2 separate regions of the Zea mays genome follow, and region 2 is linked to region 1. A link is a contact called in public Hi-C data. All regions are on one chromosome and are shown on one strand. The core of a region is the stretch at or near the end of the contact, and the rest is flanking DNA. Distances in the headings are between cores, read along the strand shown.

Region 1 (7,006 bases), core at 1,618-4,117:
ACAAGCCCCAGTGCAAATGCATCTCTTGTACCAGTCTGCTAGTAGATATTTCTTGGGACTACACAATAGAACAGAAAGTTCAGCTCCAGGACAATAGCGAGTGAAAAATCTTCTCCAGCATAATAGGGAGTCATTTGTCTTAACCAAATAAAACAGTGGGCAGGCAGTGTGCAGCAATGAGACCTTGCCAAACAGATAAACAGCAATGGGAGACTAGAAAGCAGCAGCATGCAAACACACTACAAGCCGTTATATGACTGCAGTTGGCATAGCCAAAATTGACTAAACTTGTAGGGTAACAAAGATAATTCAAACAAACAGACTACAGAAGTGAGCATGAGAAGGGAAAATGAAAGACCGACAATGCTGCAACCAGCGTACCCCATTGCCTGGTAAGGTTAGCCATCAAGCAGCTGCAGAGAGCAACAGGGCAAAAATATGTATGATTTCGGTGGAATCAGAAGCTATCCACAAATAAGCCCTGGTGTCCGCTCATGTGTTATTTCTCAGCTAGAGACCAAATTCACTGAGTACAGATTTGCACATACAATTTACTATGAAGAAAATTACAGATCTGCACATACAATTTACTATCAAGGAAAATACATCTGATGACAACCACCAGGTTTCCGCAGTATACATGTCTTGAGTGATCGCATAAATTGAACAGGCCGGAAGGAATTAAGGCAACGAACCAGGAGCTGCCTAGTAAACTAGTACCAGAGAAACAACTTCATACCACACAGCAGATATTACCTACTAGCTTCATTAGAACATTGCTTAACTGAGAAGAGCACACCGAGCAAATTAGAATATCGCTGCAACCTGCTGGCTTGATTTTAGCTGTCTTCAGCTTAGTTCAGACGCCTTCTCTTATTCTGATGTAGGTCCCCACCATCCACATCCAAAGAACCTAAGGCACCACTTCCTCTTCTTCTTCTCAGGGATCTTGAAGACCCGGCATTACTAGGTTCTCCAGCACTTTCAGCAAAAGCTGCATCTTCCTGAATGACAGCCATGGTGCTCGAATTAGAAGCTTGATCTGCAGCCAGTGCCATGGCAATATGAGTTCCATCAATAGGCTCAGGATTTGGTGGGTTTGATGAAGTTGATGCCCCGTAGTGGCTTGGCCTAGCGATTCGCCTAAGTTCACTGACAGCAGTCGCAAACCTCTCTGAGTCTTCAAGACCAGCGAAGGCAATCTGTCGCAACAAATCCATCCCTTCTGAGGGAAATGGGCTTGAAGAGCGCCTTGGCAGATCGGGTGTATTGTTTCTAGGCTGCCCACTATCTGGTGCAGATGAAACAATGGGTGTAGGGTTTTCCGCTTCCCTTTGCAACCTCCTCGCTCTCAACCTAGTAGTCATTCGGCCAAGACGGCTTGCATGCTGAGCAGTTTCCGAAACAGATAGTTCAGGAGTCCCTTCAAATCTACTCATGCTATTCGCTAAGTGCTGATCAAAAATGCGCCTCCACGTAGACAAAAAACCATGTGCCTCACCAAGCCGTCTAGATATGGGTCGCAAATGGTGGAACTGCTGCCGGAAGCTCTCTAGCCGATTCCCATGTGGCCTTGGTGGAATCTTGGGGCCAGATGCGTTACCATCCTCTGCGACCTTCTCCATAGCCGAACCTGAATTCCCTCTCCCATAGATAGGAGTAATGTTCCCTTCAGTAACCTCTCCTTTGCAGACAGGGCATTCCTTATGGCTGGAGTGGACATGCAACCACTGATATAAACAAGGCCAGCAGAAGAGGTGGCCACAGGAGGTAACCACTGGTTCATCAGCCATTTCAAAACAGATATTACACTCGAACATTGCGGTACTCTTACCATGCTCTGTTCCATCGTCCTCTGAGACACCCACAACTGCACCCTCAGCAGCCACCTTGTTCTCCTCCACAGTATCATGGACAGGTTCTTCGGGTTCAGGTGGTTGCACTGCAGCATCATTCTCCAGACTAGGGGCCTCTGAGCTTAGAGGTGGAAGGTCGGAGCGGAACCGTCTTGGCCGGAAGTACCTAGATCCGCCCAAGGACATCAAGCGGCGGTAGCGCTCGGCACGATCCGGGCGGAATGAAGAAGATGCGGTCGACGACGAAGGCCGGTCTAAACGCTCGACCAGACCGAGTTGCGCGTCGGAAAAACCAAACTCAAGCTCATCAGCGAGCACAGGTAAAGCCCCTGGAACCGGCAGTGGTGGCGGAGGCACATAGGGGGGATGCGCCTCGGGCGCGAACGGGCTGTAGGGCTCGTGCACCGGGGTCGGCGGGCGCACCAGTTCGGCGCGGGACGGCGAGTAGGGCGGGTGGAGTGGATCCGTCTCCAGCGGCGGCGCGTCCGCGGAGGCGGCCGAGGACGAGGGAGACGACGAAGACAGCATCGGAGTGCCCAGCGCGAGGTCGGAGCCGAGATCGGGGCGTGGGGCGCGCGGGGCCCGGGGGAGACCGAGGTAGAGGTTCAGATCCATCCGTCTGCTGCTCCGCGCCGCGTCATCGGCGGCCATCCGGCGGGCGAGACGCCCGCCTTAATTGTAGCGCGCTATCACACCTCTTCCTCCGCCGGCGCGGTCGCGAAGCTCACGCCTTCCTAGCTCCGCCCCACCATGGCAGGCCCCGGCGCGGGGCCCGCGCGAACAGGCTAAAGAAACCGCTGGAGTTCGGCGCATAGGGGGCACCGCTCCTCGAGGCGGCCGCAGTCGGCAGCTATGGCTTCAGATTCGGTGGAGTTGGTGGCTGCGAGGGCGGCGACGCGGCGGCGGCGGTGAGGGTGAGGAATTGGGAATGCTGTCACACGGAGAGAGAGGGAGAAAGAGAAAGAGAGAGGGGTGGGACGGATATAACTTCTAGTATCAAGAAAGACTTTGGAATAATATGATTTTAAAATGTCATGATATAACTACAGTATTTTTATATTACTTTTAGCACTATATATTTGAAGACAGAGAATCTTAAACCATAGTATTTAGTATATATATGCAAAGTCCAGTCATAGATAAAAAAACTTTGGGTTGGAGTGAAGTTTTTGAAAGGGAATTAGGCTTACACCTATTTTTTAATTGATTTTGGTGGTTGAATTGCCCAACACAAATAATTGGACTAACTAGTTTGTTCTAGTCTATAAGTTCTACAGGTGCCAAAGGTTCACAATAAGCCAATAAAAAGACCAAGAAAAGGGTTCAAGCAAGAGAGCAAAAGACAACCCGGAAGGCACCCTGGTCTGGCGTACCGGACTGTCCGGTGTGCCACCGGACAGTGTCTGGTGCACCAGGGAACTCGACGCCCAACTCTTCACCTTCGGGAATTTTCAGAGGAGCTCCGCTATAATTCACCGGACTGTCCGGTGCACCATCGGACAGTGTCCGGTGCCCCAAGAGAGAGCAACTCTGAACTCGCCAGCTTCGGGAATCCGCTCCGCTATAATTCACCGCAGTGTCCGGTGCACACCGGACTGTCCGGTGTGACAGCGGAGCAACGGCTACTTCGCGTGCAACGGTCGACTGCAACACATTAAATGCGCTCCTGCGCGCGCAGAGGAGCAGAGCACGCGCGGGTGGCACACCAGACAGCCTACAGGGCCTGTCCGGTGCACCACCGGACAGCCAGGCAGGCCCACAAGTCAGAGCTCCAACGGTCGGAACCCAACGGCCAGGTGACGTGGCTGGCGCACTGGACAGTGTTCGGTGGCGCACCGGACTGTCCGGTGCGCCCGTCGACAGCTGCTTCCACCAACGGTCAAATTTGATGGTTGAGGCTATAAATACCCCAACCACCCACACATTCAAGTCATCCAAGTATTCCACCTTCCAACTACTTACAAGAGCTCTAGCATTCAATACAAGACACACCAAAAAGATCAAATCCTCTCCCAACTCCACACAAAGCTTTAGTTATTAGAGAGAGTGATTCGTTGTATTCTTTTTGAGCTCTTGCGCTTGGATCGCTTCTTTTCTTTCTTATTCTTCTTGCGATCAAACTCATTTGTAATCGAGGCAAGAGACACCAATTGTGTGGTGGTCCTTGCGGGAACTTTGTGTTTCGATTGATTGAGAAGAGAAGCTCACTCGGTCTAGGTGACCGTTTGAGAGAGGGAAAGGGTTGAAAGAGACTCGGTCTTTGTGACCACCTCAACGGGGAGTAGGTTTGCAAGAACCGAACCTCGGTAAAACAAATCATCGTGTCTCACTCTTTATTTGCTCACGTTTTGTTTTGCGCCCTCTCTCTCAGACTCATTTATATTTCTAACGCTAACCCGGCTTGTAGTTGTGCTTAAGTTGTTAAAATTCAGATTCGCCATATTCACCCCCCCCCTCTAGGCGACTTTCAGTTTTCAATACTCCAAAAAATACTATGGTATCACAAAACCATGGTATTCAAAACAAAAAAAAATTACAATGCAATCAAACACCTATTGGCAAAAAAAACTATGGTATTCTCCAATATCATAGTTTTGGCTCAAAACTCTAAAAATACGTTGTTTCCATGTTTGAGATTATAATCTGTTCAGGTTATATAATCCAACAACTTTTAAACTAACGCTTAGTTCAAAAGTTGTTGGATTATATAATATGGATAGATTATAATTCCAAACAAACACCCCCTAAATTGCACTCTGGATCCTTAACCTTGTCTAGTTGTGTGAACTCAATTCGTAGGGCATGTTTAGTTCGTTGCCACGTCTAAAGTGAGATAGGTTTAACCGAGTTAAGCGTGCATTTGGTTTGTAGTCACAGTTGTGGCAAAAATTTTCTCTTTCTATGTAGGTCTCGCTCGTCAATGACTCATAAAGTGTGGCAAAATTCCCTTAGACATGCCTAAGGTGTGGCGCAGAATTTAAGCGCTTAACCTTAGACAAGTGTGGAAAAAAAATATGTGGTATTTTTTGGCACTTAGGCATGCAACCAAACATGCCCATAAACTTTTAAAGTATGTCTTCTAAGGGTCTAATTTCTGTTTAGGTCTCTATTACGTCCTAATGGGTTGTTGTGGCCCACATGTCAGTCGTCGAAGAAGGAAAGAGAATGGTGGACATGGTCTAATAGACCACGACAACTACATGTAGGTCACACCCACTCGTTAGGACGTAATAGAGACCCAGACAGAGACTGAGCCCTTAAAAGACATACTTTAAAAATTTATAGACTGAATCAACACAATCAAATAAGTTTAAAGATTGAAAGTGCACTTTAATCAACGAGAAACTATGATATTGTTGTTGAAATTCTACGGTTTAGTTGAGGCATCTATATCCTCAATTTTTCCAATCTAGGACAAATTTTATCATACCATATATTAACCATACGTCACTAAATTAATATAGGTTATTTTCACATATCCTATTATCTCTTAGCCTTTCTCATAGCAATATCTTAATCACTGATCTCCCTCCAAAAATAATCCCACGTCGATTTAGTGATGTATGATTGAGATGTGGTATGACAAAGTTTACCTTAGCTTAGAAAATGCAATGATCTTAATTGAGATATGTCATTGCCTGATTCAACCGGGTCGGTCCCGGTTGCTAACATGGCTTGGTCGGTGGGCGATATCGATTCGTACGGTCTCAACGGTCGTCTGTGGATCTACCGATTGGTCGGTCAATTCGGTTTTTATCGGCCACGTTAGAGCTAGATCAACAACTGCATCGGAAAACTGGTTGTTATTGACATGCACCTATTGTCACATCTCATCTTCTGATTGATCTGCATCGTTTTGATAGTTTGAAGTTCAAAAAATCTATATTTATTAAAGAAATCAGAGAATCCATCCTATAAATAGAGTGTGTTTCGGTTCATTCACACACCTCTCCAATTCGATTGTTTTCCTTTATATTGTAGCCCCCACTCTCTATTACAATATAAATATGAAATGGAGTCCAACTTAGAAACATACACCAACTTGCTCAGCAATCAACCTCCACATCGTTCAAACACCCCTACAGGCATTAAGATTCTCCAAATATGATCTTCATGTGTATACATGATTCAATTATGCTGCTAGACGTCGCTATTAAGCGATGGATCGAAAATGGTTTTCGATCATGACTCGTCACCCTCATCGGGTGTGGTCACTCCCGTCCCCGACACGCCCTTCGACTTCCATGCCCTGGCAAGGTGGCCATGATCAGGGAAGCGGACTCCGGGTGCATCATGGAGTTGTGGCCCGACTAGCTGGGCCAGCAAATCTACATAGACAACTTGCTCAAGGACGACGAGGGCAAGGGCGGCGACATCTACCCCAAGCACGACCTTTGTTTGATTTTTGTGATTCCTCTGTTTGATTTTAGGCATTTTAGCCTTTTAGTTAGATCCCTAGGAATCATGGGTAGTGTTTGATTCACAACTACAAGCACTTACTTTTCGAATGTTTTAGGGTCCTAGGAATCGTGGGTAGTGTTTGATCTACTGCTACTATATTACTAGGGCGTTGTTTCTACTACCGGTAGCTATGTGTCATTGCTTGTTTGTCTTGTATGTTAGGGAAAAGTGTATCAAAATGGTTGAAATCATACATGATCGTGTTCTTGTTTCAATAGGGTCTTATTATAGGACATGACATTGATGCCAATAAATTAGGATGTTTATTCTTTTGCTACCATTGATAAACAACACCATATCATTCTTAATGTAACCTACCTCATATTGCTTATTTTTCTACTACAAGTATGCTCAGCATGGCAGAGGCAGGGAGAAGTATGTTCCTAAATTTGTTGTTTTGCGCATTACGAAATGTTTGTTCTAACAACATCAGGTTTGCATTTTTAATGTAACCAATCTCGGATTGACAACTTAGCTGAAGCTAGCGTGAAGATTGAAAGAGGGCCTAAGTTCACAGACATGAAGCTTTCAGAGGAATCGATGCCCACAGCTAACAACCATCAGTGAGCCTGCAACGAGCACAACAATTCATGTTGACTATGTGATACAAAATGGTTAAAATGGACTACTCTGTTATCATTTGTTCCTGCAATAACTTGTGAGATGAACGTGCTCATACTTGTGAGATG
Region 2 (7,006 bases), core at 3,272-5,771, 660 kb before region 1:
ATCTTGGCTCAGCTCGTTTCCAGACCTATTCACGACAAAGCTCGAACCCAGAGCAGTGACAAACACCCCTTAGAGAAAGGAAAAGTCTATTTCACTACAGTTTTTTCTCTCCCTCAATTACACAATCAGACTTACTTCTTCCCTCATGTCTAAAATAAAATCAGACATAGTTATGCAATACTTGGCCCGTCATAAAAAACGACCACACTTAGACCACGAAAAAATATATGTACAAATTATTTACAGAAAATATATCTAAACATGCACCCAAAAACTTAAAACTATCATAAATTTTAACATAAAAATTTACACATGCAGAGCCCAAAACAGTGAGGCCACTGTATCATGTCCCAATCATATATATTTCAATGAGTATAATTTTTTTTTATTATAGCTTGAGCATGCAATGATTAGTTTACCATAAAAAATCATCATAATTTATTCATTGAAACCGTAGCTATGGATTGATTGCAAAAAATCATATATCTAAAGCTATAATAAACATTTTATACTAAACATATCGTATCATATGTTTACTCATGTATAGTTCAATAAAATTAAAATTTCTATCTTATTATTTTTCTAGGATTTACTACAGTTTCTAAAGATTTGACTAAAATAAATAAATAAAAAGAGAAAAACACTAACGAAAATAGTTAGGAGGGTCACATGTCCAGTTTTAATAAAATAAAACAGGAGTTACATCTGATTTTATAGTTAAATAAGAACAAAATTAACTTTTTATGGTAGTTGATGAAAGTAAAATAATTCTGTTCCGTTTAGTCTAACCTTTTTATGTAAACTCTATTTTAGAGATCAGTAAATTTGGTTCGCGATGTGGCGTCTGTATTACTTGTGGGGTGGGGGTGGTGAACGAGTGGTTGAACGCCGTGCACGCGGACACACAATCGCTGCCGTGCGCAGGAGCTTTGCCGATGAATAGCGCCCGCCATGGTCTCGGGATATGCAGAAAGAGAGCCCTATGGCATGAGACGAGACGACGGGTCCGAAATCATCCCGAATCAACGTGGCCAGAGCAAGGCGAGTAGCTGCTAAAAATACCAACTTTTTGTTCATAGAACTAGCTATATTACAAATATAACGATTATTCCGATCGCTTATCTCTTAATAAAAGCATATAAACGACTACGACGCGGCTGAGCACCCACCGACCATCCAAACTAGCTAGCTAGCTCAAGCCACCACGAGTGCAGGAGGCAGCCTTCCGCCTCCTATGCCTCTGCCGCGCGAGCAGCAGCGCGTACACGACGAAGCCCATCCTCTTCCTCCTCGGCTGCTGGAACTGCCTGTGCGAGGCACAGTCGTGGTCGATCCGCAGCGGGGAGAACATCTCGTACTTCTGGCTCAGGATCTGCCCGAGAGAGACCTTCTTCTTCCTCGCGCTCGTCGTGGTCGTCCTCGTCATCTCGAGCTCGCGGTCCAGCTTCATGCTCAGGATCTGCCCGATGGACACCGTCTTCACGCTGTTCGGCCCGGCGGCCACCAGGCTCAGGCCGTTCACGTCGTATATCCCAGCGCCCGCTGCTGCTCTCCGGGGCGCCAGCAGCGCCGTGTTCTTGAATTTTACGGAGCTGCTGTTGGTCGGGCGCCAGTTCTGGATTATTTGGTCCGACCGCAGCTTTCGGAGCGTCTCTTCGGCTACTAGCTTTGCCTTGGTCTCTGACTCCTCCCTCCTCTGGGCCTCCTCCAGAGCCTTCCTGCTCGTCTCGACAGCCGCCATTGCTTCCTCTACTCTTTCCAAGAGTTCGAGCTTACACCGGTTTGCTTGATCGAGCCCTTGCATTGCCGCGTCCACTTTCTTCCTGGCGGCACCATCCGCTTCTTGCGCTTTGAGCACGAGCGTGGAGTGCTCCTCAACGGAGAGTGTGACAGCATCAGAAGTACTGCCGTTCGGGTCCCGCCCGTTGCTCAGTTTTTCCATCTCTGCAAGAGCAACAGATTCTCCACGTTGGGAAGCTTCCTTCAGTTTCTCAGCCATGAGGATTCTGAACTGCAGAGTCTTCGTCTTAGACCTCGTGTGCTCGATTGCAGCTGTCAGCTCACAGATCTCGTTCCTCAAATCCTCTGACGCCTTCTTGTGCCTCGCCTTGTCAGCATTCAGGTGCTTCATCTGCAACCAGATTTCAGAAGGCTCAAGGACAGGCTGTGGAGCTTTTGCTGCTTGCAGCCGTGCGACAGTTTTCGTCAAATCTGCTTCTAACGATGAAGCCTTCCCCAGGTTGAATTGTAACCTTTCGCGGGTTTTCTCAAGCGAGCCTTTCTCCTTCTGTATCTGGCTCTTTAGCATGTTGACGGTATCCGTGTTAAGGAATGCTTTTGCCTGATTGAGCTTGATCAACGTGGTTAGTGGGGACTGTGTACCTTTTGCGCTCTGGACTGGTGGCTCGGTATTTTGTTCGACAGCAGGAAGTGGATGTACCATCCCTGTATCAGCATGGCCTTTTGCAGCATTTGTGTCCTCCCATGTTACCTTCTCTATTTGTATTTTCAAGCCATCTATAACCTGCTTTGTTTCCTGTAGTTCCTTCAAGACCTTAAATGTTTCCTTTTCCTTAACGAACAGTTCCATCTCCAGCTTCACTGTTTGTTCCTCAACTTTCATAAGTTCTTCTTCCTGAAATAAACGGTGGTGTCCATGAACAGAGTAAGAATACAGATTTTATTTATGAATGAAGAACAGAAATGAACTTTACAGGGTACAGACAAATGCATAGAGGGAGAAAACTTTCTTTGAAGAAATATGTCCAAAGTATCTACAAAATTGGGCATCTGATGCAAAGGTAAAGAATAAAGTTCTTACTGAAATCTCCTTATATATTCTGAATAACATGGCAACCAATAGTGAACCAAACATCAAACAGAATATAATTTTTTTTTGGAAACAACGACAACCCGTAATTCTAACTTAAATTTCCAGATTACTTCGTCAATCCTAACCGTGCAATTCATAAAAAAAAAGTATACTTGGGAGAAATTACTGAAAAACATTGGCAACATGCTACACTGAAAGACTTCTAAAGAAACATTGAAATGCGATTATTCAATCTCCTCCTGATTCACATATTAAATCTACAGGACCAGCTAGTAATACAGTACAGCCCCCAACATCCTATCTAAGACTAAGTGTATCCTTGGATGCCTCACACACATGTTTGGTTAATGCCAAAATTGTCGGCATCACTTCCTGTACTGTATTACTAGGACCTGTATCAAATGCCATAACAACAGCAGTCTAGATAAAATGCAAATAGTTTACTTAGTTGTCACCTGGAGTAATAAGACGTTAAAAGCATAACTTCTTCCAAGTAGCGACAAACCAGGACTCCAATCAAATTAGTCATGTCTTGACAGCAAGTTCATCCTTGCTAGTCAGCTGTAATGTTGTACTACTGCATTTACATCATGTTATAGTGCACTATGTTTCATCTGGAAGTGCTTGTAACTTGTAAAGTGTGTGAAACAGTCAAGGCGAGAGGCTGGTAAAACTGCTCATACCAAGTCACAACCCAACAGCGTCGAGATCTAATAGTGGACCTCTATTCCTCGCAATGTCGGACCGAAGAGGACACCCAGCATACTACTAGCTACTAGTAAATGCCATCATTCATTTGGTTCCTTTCGGCTCCAGATTGATGCCGAGCCGAAGTCCCACAGTGGCCTGTCACAATCACCCGCAGCAGCAATGACGCCAACCACTTCGCCGAAACTCGAAAAGAATGCTGCTTAGTTCTGCCTGCCCTCCCTCCCCAAATTAAAACCAGACACCTAATCACAGCTGTTACGACCAGGGTTGCCAGTACCAGAGAGCAAACTGGAAGTAAAACCCTCGCGTTTACGAATTGCTACCCCCTTCAAACCCGTAGAGGCACGGCCGATCTCAAACTAAATTGATCAAGAGATGCCAAGGCGCTTTGAAAAAGGAGGTATTGGCTGAGAAAGCGGTGCGCTGGCAATCATGCCGCCGCCGCCGCCACCGCCACCCTGCTCCTCTTTGAGAAAAGCGGGAGGCCACTGCCCCTGCCCCTGCCGCGCGTCGCATAAACTAAAGCCGCAAGCAAAAGGCGCCCGCGCTCCGGTTGACTGACCTCTGGGCGGAGGTGGACGCGCGGCGGAGCCTGCGGGTGGCGCCACTGGGAGACGGCGGCAGCCCCGCCGCCGAACAGGTCGACGGCCTGGCGCACTGACTGGAACGGCGACGACGTGTCCACCTCGCCGCGCCCCCGCATAGCCGCCGCCACCGCCGCAAGGTTCGCCTGGTCGCCGCCGCCCCCTGCTGGGACGCCGACGGCGCGCCGCGCCGCCACTTCCGCCATCGCGGCCGTCCGAGGAGCGCCGCACGTCCGCCCGCGCCCCGCGGCGCGCTGATGAGTGTTAGTGGAGTACTGGGGTCTTGGGGGGGGGGGGCGCGGCGGGGAAGGGCAATGGCAGTGTCCTGTACTCCTGTCCTGCCCAGGTGGGCGCCCGTGACTGTAAGCGCTGCTGCGGTTTTTCGGCTCTGGCTGTCCGTACTCCGTAGCGGCAGCGTGCGGATGCCGGGGTGGGGAGCGCGGCGCCGTGGGGAACGTAAAGAAAGTAATACTAGTCGCCTTGCCTGCTTGGTGACGCCGAGCGTAGGTGCGCAGTGCGCTTGTGACGAAAAGGCAGGGGCAGTGGTGCGACCGTGCTCTGGTGGGTGTTCGGATAAAATAAAACTCGAAATGACAGCAGTTTTCACCCGTGCCCACGGCCCGTAGGGCCTGCGACGCTAACGAGACTGACGAGGTGGGGGCAACCGGTGGGTGGGCCATTGTCAGTGAGTGCTGCGGGTCTGTTCGGTGTCTGCCATTGGGTTGGTGGGCTGGTGGCTGCCGGTCGTGACTCGTGAACGCGTAACCTGTAGGGCTGGATTGGGGGACCTGGCCCGGGGTTCATGGGCTGATCCGTGGATCACGCCCGCCGTGTCTGGATGATAAAATGGCCAGAACTACGTGATAATAATCCAGGAAAATGTTGCTTGGAGATTTTGTTTTTTCCTTTTAGGGTTAATTTGACAACTCTATTTTTATAAATAAGTTCTATTTTTTTTTATATAAAAATGAACTACTTTCTTTTGAAAAAATAGAAATTTTCTGGAAAAAAAGTTGCCAAACTAGCCCACAGATGATATCATAGGGGGGAATTGCCCTCATGTTTTAAAATTGCTACCGAATCCACTTTCATTCCATATGTGGCTATACACGCAAAAAGGAGATTTCACATGACACAAGGTTACAACGTCTTTGGTTTAAGGATTAAGGTAGTTCATCGTCTTCTTACTCTATATTCTTATTTGGTTGGTGAACTAGAATAAGTTGATCTATCATCACTTCATTCCGTATAGCCTAATAATCTTTACCACTATACAATACAATCTAGTAGACTCCAACTATATCACCATTACACATATAACATTCACTATATTCACTAAACAAATTGCATCCAGACTTAACACGTAATCATCCCTCGCCCACAATCCCATCGCCCCCCAAGGCTTCCCTTCTCCCTAGCTCCTGCATCCCCGCCGACCCCTTCCCTCGCCGTCGCGCCCGCGAGGCCGCGACCTGTGTGTCCATCGCTAAATTTTTCTATCTCCTTTATAGTGTGAAAATTTAGGGTCCTGATTCGTATTTCTTTTTGAAGCCACGGAAATGCTCTCCCTCGCTCGATCCGGCTGCGACGTGTGTGTCCGCCGTCTTGCCACGATCAAAATCTAAATCTAATAAAAAAAATAGCACTCGGTAGTTAGGCAGTAACTTGCGAGCACATTGATGGTACAGGACACTGGAAAAATGAGGCGGCGGTTACAAAATCCTGGGAATGCAAGGAGCTACTCTTGTTGACTGTAAAACCCTTCCGGTTACAATCCATAGGGCCGGCCATCCATTCCTCGTCGCCTCACGGACGCGGTCATGCAGGGAGCAATGAATAGTAGAGAGTAGGCATAGAGATCTGCTTCTCTGACGACGCAAGACTGTGCCGCCTCTGTCGCCCTGTTTGGCCGGGACTGGAGGAGCTTAGGATCCGCCATCAACCTGTCCTCGTATTTCTGCGGCCATAGAAGTATACTATACTATGGCATTGGTAGAAACATTCTGCAATACAGACCACGTACAGAGCCATGCCAGCTCGACATCATGCATGGGCATGGCAATGGCAACACAAGAGCAGATCTCTAGTACTACGTGACGCGCCATGCACGGACGGGGGCAATCATAAATACACTGGTACACCGGCGCACTCATGCTGTCTCTGTTTTTTTTGTTGTTGTCACATGCTGCTGGTGTGGTGACCAACTCCGGCGCCCCCCCCCCCCCCCCCCCCCCCCCCTGTACAGTAAAACCCGGTCACGCCGTTGCGCCCGCTGCAATCATTCATTCGTGAGTCGTGACATGATCCCGAGCTGACGGACGACGACGGGACGCAGCCCATCGACCCGATAGCGAGCCTGTTCTTGCGTGCGGCCCAGGCCCGATTCCGAGCAACAACTCTATCTCACACAGCTAACTCTAGTTAGGGTTACGTGGGTAAATACTTGTTTTATCCTTGAGTGGTCTCACATCTTTATATAAAGAACCTGTACACCCTCATAATACAGAAAAAAGAAAGAGACCAAATACCCAACCCTACATCATGTCTCGTGTGTTTCTTCTGTCGTGCTTTTGGGAAAGGATACGGGTCTTGCACGACTTCTCGTGCCTAATCTGCTGACGGGAGGGAAGGGTGCGGATCTGGTGATCCGTGGTAACGTAGTTCTCAGCACGTTATCAACACGCTCTACTTCGACGTTGCTGCGAGATCAGATCTGCATCAACTCTCTGTCAAGCCGGCAGGTCTTCGGCCTAGCCGAACTGTCCTATGCGACAGGCTTCGATTCCCTCTACGCAATCGTGCGGTATGCTTAAATTGGATATATTATTCTTGATCTGTCGATGTGCATGTATTGTGATCCATGCGCCAAGAACTTGTC

The links. Hi-C and Micro-C count contacts between places; a contact is called where the count stands out from the background.
Region 2: a contact with region 1 is called in a Hi-C map of ear, with 1.6 times the contacts expected there. The contact joins the promoter of LOC100383661 here to the promoter of LOC103635788 in region 1. A contact is called at or near these places in 2 of 25 Hi-C or Micro-C datasets (ear and tassel).

The regions. Positions count from the first base shown.
Region 1 is chr8:120,899,932-120,906,937 of Zm-B73-REFERENCE-NAM-5.0, reverse strand. LOC103635788 (Putative RING zinc finger domain superfamily protein) reads right to left here and starts at 2,867. Exons shown (of 1, transcript XM_008658163.4): 1 at 442-2,867. The coding sequence starts at 2,507. The coding sequence ends at 855.
Region 2 is chr8:121,558,734-121,565,739 of Zm-B73-REFERENCE-NAM-5.0, reverse strand. It overlaps LOC100383661, which reads right to left and starts at 4,521. Exons shown (of 2, transcript NM_001176305.1): 1 at 4,107-4,521; 2 at 1,048-2,635. The coding sequence starts at 4,334. The coding sequence ends at 1,190.